Regions from separate parts of the Mus musculus genome. Here regions 1 and 3 are each linked to region 2. The links are chromatin contacts, called in public HiChIP or PLAC-seq and promoter capture Hi-C maps. All regions are on one chromosome and are shown on one strand. Each heading gives the region's core, a stretch centred on a gene start, on an enhancer-like site or on the middle of the called end of the contact. The rest is flanking DNA. Distances are from core to core; before and after follow the strand shown.

What was found. Promoter capture Hi-C pulls out the DNA fragments that hold promoters and counts their contacts. HiChIP or PLAC-seq counts read pairs in DNA pulled down with a chosen protein or histone mark.
Region 1: an H3K27ac HiChIP or PLAC-seq map of thymic regulatory T cells shows a contact between it and region 2, with 7 times the contacts expected there. The contact joins the promoter of Zfp36l1 here to the promoter of Eif2s1 in region 2. A contact is called at or near these places in 1 of 39 promoter capture datasets (erythroid cells), 2 of 484 Hi-C or Micro-C datasets (LSK cells and cerebellum), 4 of 115 datasets of contacts at active chromatin or transcription factors (embryonic stem cells, pancreatic cancer cells and thymic regulatory T cells) and 1 of 9 other capture datasets (liver).
Region 3: a contact with region 2 is called in a promoter capture Hi-C map of embryonic stem cells, with 6 times the contacts expected there. The contact joins the enhancer-like site here to the promoter of Eif2s1 in region 2. A contact is called at or near these places in 4 of 39 promoter capture datasets (embryonic stem cells, hippocampal neurons, liver and 1 more), 3 of 484 Hi-C or Micro-C datasets (cortical neurons, embryonic stem cells and myocytes) and 3 of 115 datasets of contacts at active chromatin or transcription factors (bone marrow-derived macrophages, forebrain and large pre-B cells).

The regions. Positions count from the first base shown.
Region 1 is chr12:80,111,657-80,114,356 of GRCm38.p6, forward strand. It overlaps Zfp36l1 (zinc finger protein 36, C3H type-like 1), which reads right to left and starts at 1,357. Exons shown (of 2, transcript NM_007564.5): 1 at 1,163-1,357. The coding sequence starts at 1,219. It overlaps Gm52006, which reads right to left. Exons shown (of 3, transcript XM_030247048.1): 3 at 1,924-2,700.
Region 2 is chr12:78,860,665-78,863,364 of GRCm38.p6, forward strand. It overlaps Eif2s1 (eukaryotic translation initiation factor 2, subunit 1 alpha), which reads left to right and starts at 1,408. Exons shown (of 8, transcript NM_026114.3): 1 at 1,408-1,516. Atp6v1d (ATPase, H+ transporting, lysosomal V1 subunit D) reads right to left here and starts at 974. Exons shown (of 9, transcript NM_023721.2): 1 at 755-974. The coding sequence starts at 795.
Region 3 is chr12:76,943,942-76,946,641 of GRCm38.p6, forward strand. The region is part of intron 2 of Max (Max protein); the gene reads right to left. Among named protein-coding and RNA genes, the nearest start is that of Max, 17 kb to the right of the region's middle. Within about 2 kb of position 1,305, at least 9 of the 459 cell types and tissues checked have an H3K27ac peak or open chromatin away from gene starts, as enhancers often do. A contact at or near this core is called in embryonic stem cells, where this site is marked.

The DNA.
Region 1 (2,700 bases), core at 107-2,606, 1.3 Mb after region 2:
AAAGAGAAATAGATCAAAGAGCGGGGCAGCGGGGCCCAGGATGGAGTTGGCTAGCTCAGGCTGCCGCCAGGGCAAACAGACTTGGAAAAACGCAGGGAGGGAAAGAAGCCGAAAATGCAAAGTTTTTGATGTTGCTCTTCAACTCCAGCACGGCCCTGCACCCCAACCCTGCAGCCCCGGGGCCTTGGCAGCTGCACCGACAGGAGCAGCGAGCTAGGAAGAGAGCAACATGACCCGACGTGTTTAAGGGAAGGCAAAAACAGTTCAGCAATTAAAAGTAGCCTAGCAGCTTCATCCTTTCAAATTGGGGGGTTGGGGGAAGTAGAGCGGGCAAAAAATTAACAACATTCACGGAGTTATTTCAATCGCACTCCTGGAACATTACGGTTTTAAAAGTTTTTTTCTGTTTTGTTTTTCAAAAACCTGACTGGCAAACTGCCCCATTTTGGCCCTCTTAAATCCTAACTGGCGGGAACTTGAGGTCTGGCAGCATTTTGTTCCCCTATTCCTTAGTCAACGAACCGTAGTGCCTCACAACCCAGGTAAGCAAACAGTTTCAGCCCCAAGTTTGCAGCACGATCGACCAGCTCCCGCAGCGGGAACCTAGCCCAGCTGGGGCGGACAAACTCCACTACAAAGTCGCTTTGCCTACATCTTTTTGAACCTTAAGTCGGCCTCTTTCTTCGTCGCATTATCTCTTAGCTCCCCAAAACAGACAGGAAAATTCTCCCAGTCAGATACCGCCCTGAGACCTCGCTTTTCCTAGAGACCCCTAGCAAAAGGTGTTGGGTAACCTCGAACATCTCCAGCGGGTACAGGAAACCCAAGGCGCACACTGCGAAGCCGAGCCCACCCGCTTAGCCCAGCTCCGGAGGTGCACCATGCAGAAAAGAATCCTTCAAAATTCGTCCCAAACCTAACCACTCTTCCGCACCTCCTTGCCCCGCAAACTGGAGCAGTCGCCCAGAACTTTGCTCCCCGGATTCACAGAACCCCACCTGGGACCTGAAACTTAAGTGCGAGGAGGACATAAACAAATTCCTTCACCATGGAGGGAAACGCAAGCAGTGAAACTCCTTCACGTCCCCGAGACCCAAACTTTTTAGAGTTTCTTGGAGCACAAGAGAAACTTTCAAAAAGCCAACGCTCCGCCCTGCTTTACCTTGCATAAAACTTCGCTCAAGTCAAAAATGGTGGCGGACACGAGGGTGGTGGTCATCGTGGGCGTTCGCACGGGGCAAGGACTAGGATCTGGTGTGTCGTGAAGGTCCCGGTGCGGGGAAGGCGCAGCCTCCGGCTCTCCGGTCAGGAGTCCCACACGCCTGCTCCCGGCGCCCCTCGCCTTTCTGACTCTCCCGGGCTGCGGCGCGCAAAGCCCAATTTATAAGATTTGGTGGGTTGGGGGGGGTGGAAGGAGGAGCTTTAAACGTATTTAAATGAAGAAGAGGAGGCGGAAAAAAAGTTGATTGACACTGAGGTTGAATCAGCCATGCGGTCAAGAGGGAGGGAGGGGTAAAGGGGGAGGAAAGAAACTTTCAAAAGGAAGAAGGGGGAGGGAGACGAGGAAAGAAGGCGGAAAAAAAAAAAAAAAAAAAGCACTCGGAGCGGCGCAAAACTTTTTTTTCTTAAAGAGGAAAAGTTTCGAGTCCGCGGGCTCCGGGGGCGCCCCTCCCCTGGGCCGAGCCCGGCAGAGGGGGAGGGGCGCCCACCCTTTGTCAACCTCGCTGCTCGGCTCTGTGACATCACTCATTCCACCCCCTTCGGAGTTCGAGTTGTTGTGTTTGTTGGTTTTTTTTTTTAAGAGTTGGAAGGCGGGCTCGACTCTCCTCTCTCTCTCTCTCTCTCTCTCTCTCTCTCTCTCTCTCTCTCTCTCTCCCCCCCCTCCTCCCTCCCTCTCCCCCCTGTCTTTTTTTTTTTTTTTTTTCTTCCTAGCAGGCGCTGGAGCTGGTCTTGAGCGGGCCAGGGCTGCGGTTTCCATCTTGAGCTAGTGTCCCTTGAAACTTCTCCAAGTGCCCGCACGACTTACCTTCCCCTGACTTCCCTGTCCACACCCGGCTGCCCATCGCAAAATGAGCTGGGCGAGGAGTTTAGGAATGCGGAGCACCCCAAATGTTCGAGTCAAGAGTTTTATGTTTGTTGTTTCCCATCAGTGAGCAAAAGAAGTAGGGATGACCAGAGAAAACTTTTTCTCCAGGAGAGCCTAGGCTGGAGGGGGCGAGAGCAGTAAGATTTTGCGCGCAGCGCGGGGTCCACGCGTGCTGGGCCGGCAGCCTGCGTTTTCCCGGTATGGTGGGGGCACCACTGCCTGGGCAGAATTCTTTCAGACCTAGATGGGGCGCTTTGTTCACATAACCGATCTTTAAACTTGCTACAGCAGAAAAGTCCAGACTTTCAAGGGCACCCCCTGAAAATAAAAGAGCAACAAGTCACTTTCCACGCGCGCTTTGAATTCGGGCTGCCTCCTCCACACATCCCCGAATGTTAAAAACAAGGGGGGAAAAAGTTACTTTGGTAAGAAGGAAGGTAGAGGTGGGGGAAGCGACACTTCTTGCTGCTCTCCCGCCCCCACGCGAACGGAACATATGGCTTGTCACTATGCCCGGTTTGGGGGTACCAAGCAATAAGACCCACGGAACTCAGTGGCCTTCAATGAATTACACCGCCCTTTAAAACCACGAACTATGTGTTTATTTACTATTA
Region 2 (2,700 bases), core at 158-2,657:
TAACCCAAAGCAGAAAGGCGGCCTGTAACTGAGCACATCCCAAGCAAGGGTTCAAGGAACAATTTTCTGTGGACCTTCTATGCATTAAAAAGATGCCTCCTTCATCCAGGAGACAGCCCAAATAAATACCCGCGTGACAGTGTCATGAGTGACACTTGCTAGACGTAAAGAGTGCAGTCATCACAGGGCTATAGGAATACCTCAGAAATGCAGGGATATCTTCCCACAGCAAATAACACTTGACGGGATCCAAGACTGAAACCTACAGCTGCGAGAGGGTGACACATTCAATGTCACTTTGGCTGAGGGGCCTTCTAGCTGCTTCCCTGTCACATAACTTCCCGTCTGGGAGCTTTGGTCAGACCTCAGCGTCTACATCTCAATCCTCAGCAATGATGAGCCCTGGGAGGTAGAGATGGCGCCGACGGCTCAGTTATGTAAACTCCGTGTGTGGCTCAAAGGGTGTGCGGAATGAGTGAGTAAAGGCATCGACCTCCAAAAGCTGCCAGCAGGTGAACCCCCTTTTCCTGTGGACTGGAACCACTTTCTCCGGCCTCTTCTCTCAGAAACAGCAGGGGAGGGGAGCGTTGGAAAGAAACCTCGCTCGGAACTCAGAGGAAACGAAGACCCTGGGGAAAGCTCAAGGAGCGACCCAGAAACCAAGGAACCTTGCTGGTGGCCAAGGGTACGCAGGAATGCGCGCCGGGAAGATGTGCCTGAACACGGTTGTCGCTTGTCCTAGTCTTTAACTTACATTCGCGAAGGGAAGATTTCAATCCGGTCTTTGCCCGACATCCTGACGGTGACTCGGCTCGGGCCCCCCGGCGAGACAATCGGGACCGCAACACCTCCAGAACCGGTTACCCCAGTGCCCGCCTCCACGGGAGTCAGCTGACCGGGTCACTTGACAACTGCGTTGCTAAGAGGCAACCAGGAAACCGGTTCCCACTTCCGGTTCCTGTTGGGCGAGGACTGAGGGAGGGGGAGGAGACGGAATGCCCGGATGTGGAAGCGCGCACAGTCCGGAATTCCGGGTCTCTCCACCGCCCCTCCCTCCGGCGAGTCGCCGGCACCCAGCACGCTCTGAGGGATGGGTCAGGAGAGGATCACGCTCCTCCTCTTCCTCGGCTTTCCGCCATTCGTCACAGCGCCCTCTCTTGGTTGACTAAAACTTAAAGCGATCATCCTGGAGCAAGAAACAGAAACTTACCTCTCCTTTAAACCTAGCAAGTTCCCTCCGCAAAAAAATCTATAAATACCAGGGGCAGTGACTCTTCAGCTCGTCCCTTGGTTCACACCGCCCATATTAGGAGGACCAAGACTCTATGGTTAGTGGCAACGAAGGATCCTTTTCTGTCGGCGCCTGCGCAGTGAGAGGTGGCTCCGCATGCGCGCTGGGTTGGGCGAAGCGCACGCTGAGGAGCTTCGGCGTCCGGGGTTGGTGTTCCGAGTCTCCTCGTTGCCACTAAGCAGCACGGCGTGGGACCCTACTTCGGGATTCACACATCCACTTCAGGTGACCGGCCCCGCAGCTTGCTCTCCCCGAGGATTCGCCTTGGTTTTGTCCAGTGCGGCTAGGCCCCGGGCTACCCCCCCTTTCCCGTTCTTGCGCGGGAAGTGTCTGGACCCCGTCGCCACCGCCCGCTGGTGATTTCCTGCGCCCTCTCGCCAGCCGGTGTCTGCTCCTGCGAGCCAGAAACGTGGCTGGACGGGCGGAGGAACCCCTGAAGGAACGTGGGCCAAGTAGATTTTTACAGCCTCCTTAAAGATGTCTTGTGGTGGGGAGGCCTCTGGAGAACCCTCGACTCCAGTCCCACTCCTAGTTCAAGACGATTGCTTTTACCGGACCGGAGAATTTGGGCTTTTTTTTTTTTTCTTTCTTTTATCCTTCTTTTCAGCCCCAAGATACTGCCAAAACTTTTCTCTCTGTGGAGACTGAACTTTTCGCCAAAGAAACAATAGGATAAACCACCATATTTAAGTTAAAAAAAAGTCCAAAATGGAACTATTAGTGTTGAGGTCGTTAAGTTTTCGCTCTAGCTGTGCATTTCTGTATGAGTGAATTCCTGGAATTTAAAATCAGCTGTTGAAGTTATTTGCCCTGTTTGGGTAACTGCGAAAATAAAACTGGAGTTTTGTAATTATGGACGCTGAAAGCGTAAAACTTTAGAGTTAAGTGTGTACTCGCATTGGGGCTCTTAAACACCCCCTTATATTTAGGATGCTTTAATTTCCACTAAGGAACAAACATTGTTTCTTGAAGAAAGGGTACATCAGAAAAGTCTTGATTTTTCTCCTCCTCAAGTTGTTGTTAAAGAGGTGGAGACCCTCGACAGTTCATCAAAAATGTCAGTTATGAAATTGTAGTGCTTTTTCTGTGCCTATGATGCCAGATGGTGGGCCCTGATTCTCAAAAGACTTAGTTGTACTAGTAAACTTTAGAGCTGAACAGCGTTTTCCCAGCGTGGTACATTTTATTTTGGAATGTTCATTGCCCATATCTGCTATGGTGACATGACAATGTACCGACTCTAGAAGTTAACAGGGGCAAAATACTAATAATGCAAGGTATTTGAAACTAGCTTTGAAGTGTGTTTTTGTTTGTTTACATCAGAACACATACAGTCTGTATGGCATTAACTACAGAAGTGGGATCCCTTGTGAGAGGTGTGAGGTACACATATCTTTAATCCCAGCACT
Region 3 (2,700 bases), core at 55-2,554, 1.9 Mb before region 2:
AAGAAGGTTAGCTATTCTATACATACACGCAGCAGCATGGAGAGCCAAGGTAGATGCTGAGCAGCCTTACCAGTTCTTCTTGCAAACCCATGTTTACACACAGGACTAAGAACAGCCAGTGAACAGAAACAGCGAGCGGCAGCTCACAGTCTGGGGAACTGATGCACAAAGCTCTGTCTTAACAGACGTTAGTTACCTTGTAGGCAATAGTCAGAATTTGACCTAAGTCTCAGGTACTCTCTTGTTTTAGGAACAGAGGCAGTTGTAGCACTAATTTTAAAAGGTCAAGAGAACTTTTTCAGAGACAGAGTTACCATGGAGAGAAAAACCAAAGATGAGGACAGGCCTTGGGGAGAACCACTGATCTGCCTTCAAGGATAACTCCAGTGAAGGTGGTTTCCTCAAAGTAGAGTCAAGGCCCAATGGTGAGCCACTTCCACACAGGCACAGGCTTGGGCAGAAAAGCAATGGCTGAAGACCAGTCTTTTTGGTTAAAAAGTGAGACACAAAATCAATCACACAAACAGTAACAACCACCACCAGCTTGTAGTAGTAACAACATCAGAGAACACTTTTCCACAGGTGAGAACTAAACAGGCTCCTACTAGAGAAGAAATGCTGGGTGATTCAGAACCCGAACAGCCAACTCCCATAGCGCTGCCTCGTAAGAAACCCAGAAAGGGGGAAAAATACAAGGTACAATGGAGAGGACTCCGGGTTTGACAGCAGGTGGCCGGAGGGGAGGTCAATCACATCTAGGGCTACATGCCTTTCTCTAAAAGCAGCAACCTATTCATGTGTCTTGGCAGAAATTTCACAAAAGGACTCAAAGGCTTCCAAAGAAGGTGATTCTAACTACAATCAAGGCTCCCGTGATTCCTGAGGTTCATCAACACAGACGCGTCAGCCTTCAGACAGGGCCAGTGAGCCGGCACAGTGGGTGGGACTCAGTAAAAGAGAACCAACTTCCAAACACTGTCTTCCTCCGGCTACCACCTGCTGCCCAACACAAGTTAGAGCAACAGCCCCACATCTCTACTTCTCTATCTTATCACACTTTACCTCTTTTTATATAAAAAGCCAAATTAGTTTAGACAATAGAGGTAAGAGGCAAGGTAGGGCATAGTAAGCCTAGATCATTAACATCAGGAGCACCTCTGCCCTTCCCAGAGGGCCTAAAGCCCAGCAGCTACACCCATCCCCAGTCCGCAGTCAGATGCTCGCTGGCGGCCATTACACTTGCTGTACCGCCAATGCTTGGGAGGCAGAGGAGGAACGCGGAGCTTGAGGCCAGGCTGCTTTACAAAGTCCCTGCCTTGAAGAACCTTAGGCGGGGGAGGGGCAGGCAAATCTGGGGTACAGTTCTGTTGACTAAGCCACTTTCTGGAAATGAAAATTTACAAATGTGCACAACAAATGCCAGTGCCCTCTAAGTAGTTCACTCTAAAATGGAACCCATCAGTGGGGGCAAGGGAGGCGGCAGTCTGTGCCATTTCTTAAAGGCTTTGTGCTTTCAGGCTCTTGACAGACCTGGCTGACTGTGGTGTGGCAGAGATGACAGACCCTGCAAAGATTCTTTTCAAACCTTAAGGGCTAACTGTGCTGTTGGGACCCTTAGAGAAGGCGCAGCACTTCCCATCAAACAGCCCATGAAGAACAAGTACAGCACATAGTTTCCTCAAGAGGAAACAGATCTACAGGAACAACATGCATTTACCTTCAAAGGTAATAAATAAAATTTTAAAGCAATTACTAGTTTCTTGACTACTAAGTTAGTCTTCCTCTAAGGCTCAGTGATGTTGAAACTGAGAGACAGTCAAACTCTAGGTAAAGACTCCAGAAAGCACAAAGAGAGAATGAGATGGAAGCCATCTTCCTGGAAGTATCTTTGCAACACAGAGCACAGCCAGTGGCTAGCAGCCTTCACTTAGCACCTGAGAGGTACTCTGTATTTGGGAATGGCCAAATACATCATGCTGGTCATCACTACTTTAGATATAAAATGTTAAGACGTGTACAAACCCCAAACTGGTCAACAGAAACAACCCAATGGCTAAACATGAATGACTCATCTTTTGGGGAAAACTAAGGTCTGTAAATGAAGCAAGCTATTAACACTTTACCCACAGCAAGTACGCCTAGACCAGAGCAGAGCAATAGGTGTCCTTGCTTCTTAGAGGTTATCATTTCTATGCATGAGGAGTGGGGATTCTCATGTAGCCCAGGATAGTAGCCTCAAACACATCCAATTGAGGCTGACCCTGGTACACACCACCACACCATGCTGGGGAAGGAACCCAGAATGTCGGGCATGTTAGGCAAGCTCTCCACCTATGGAGTCCCATCTACAGTCTCTGGGTTAAAAATTTTAAAAATGGGTTATAGTGGAGAAAAATGAGACAAGTCTGACGTTTACTTTAAGGTGGCAACCATTTCAGTCACATTAAACTGAAGGGCAACATAGGGAGTAAAGTTTACTACACTACTCGGTGTGGTCCCACATTAGCCACAGCACTCACACACAATCAGTCTGCACTGCAGTGACCACAAGTGTGTGTGTGATATTTTTAATACTTAGTAAAATAAATAAATAGGGACCAGGTGGGACACCCCTGTAATTTCAGCGCTGTGGAGACCGGAGGCAGGAGGATCAGGAGGAGTTCAAGTCTAATCTCAGCTACACAGCATAGTTTGAGGACA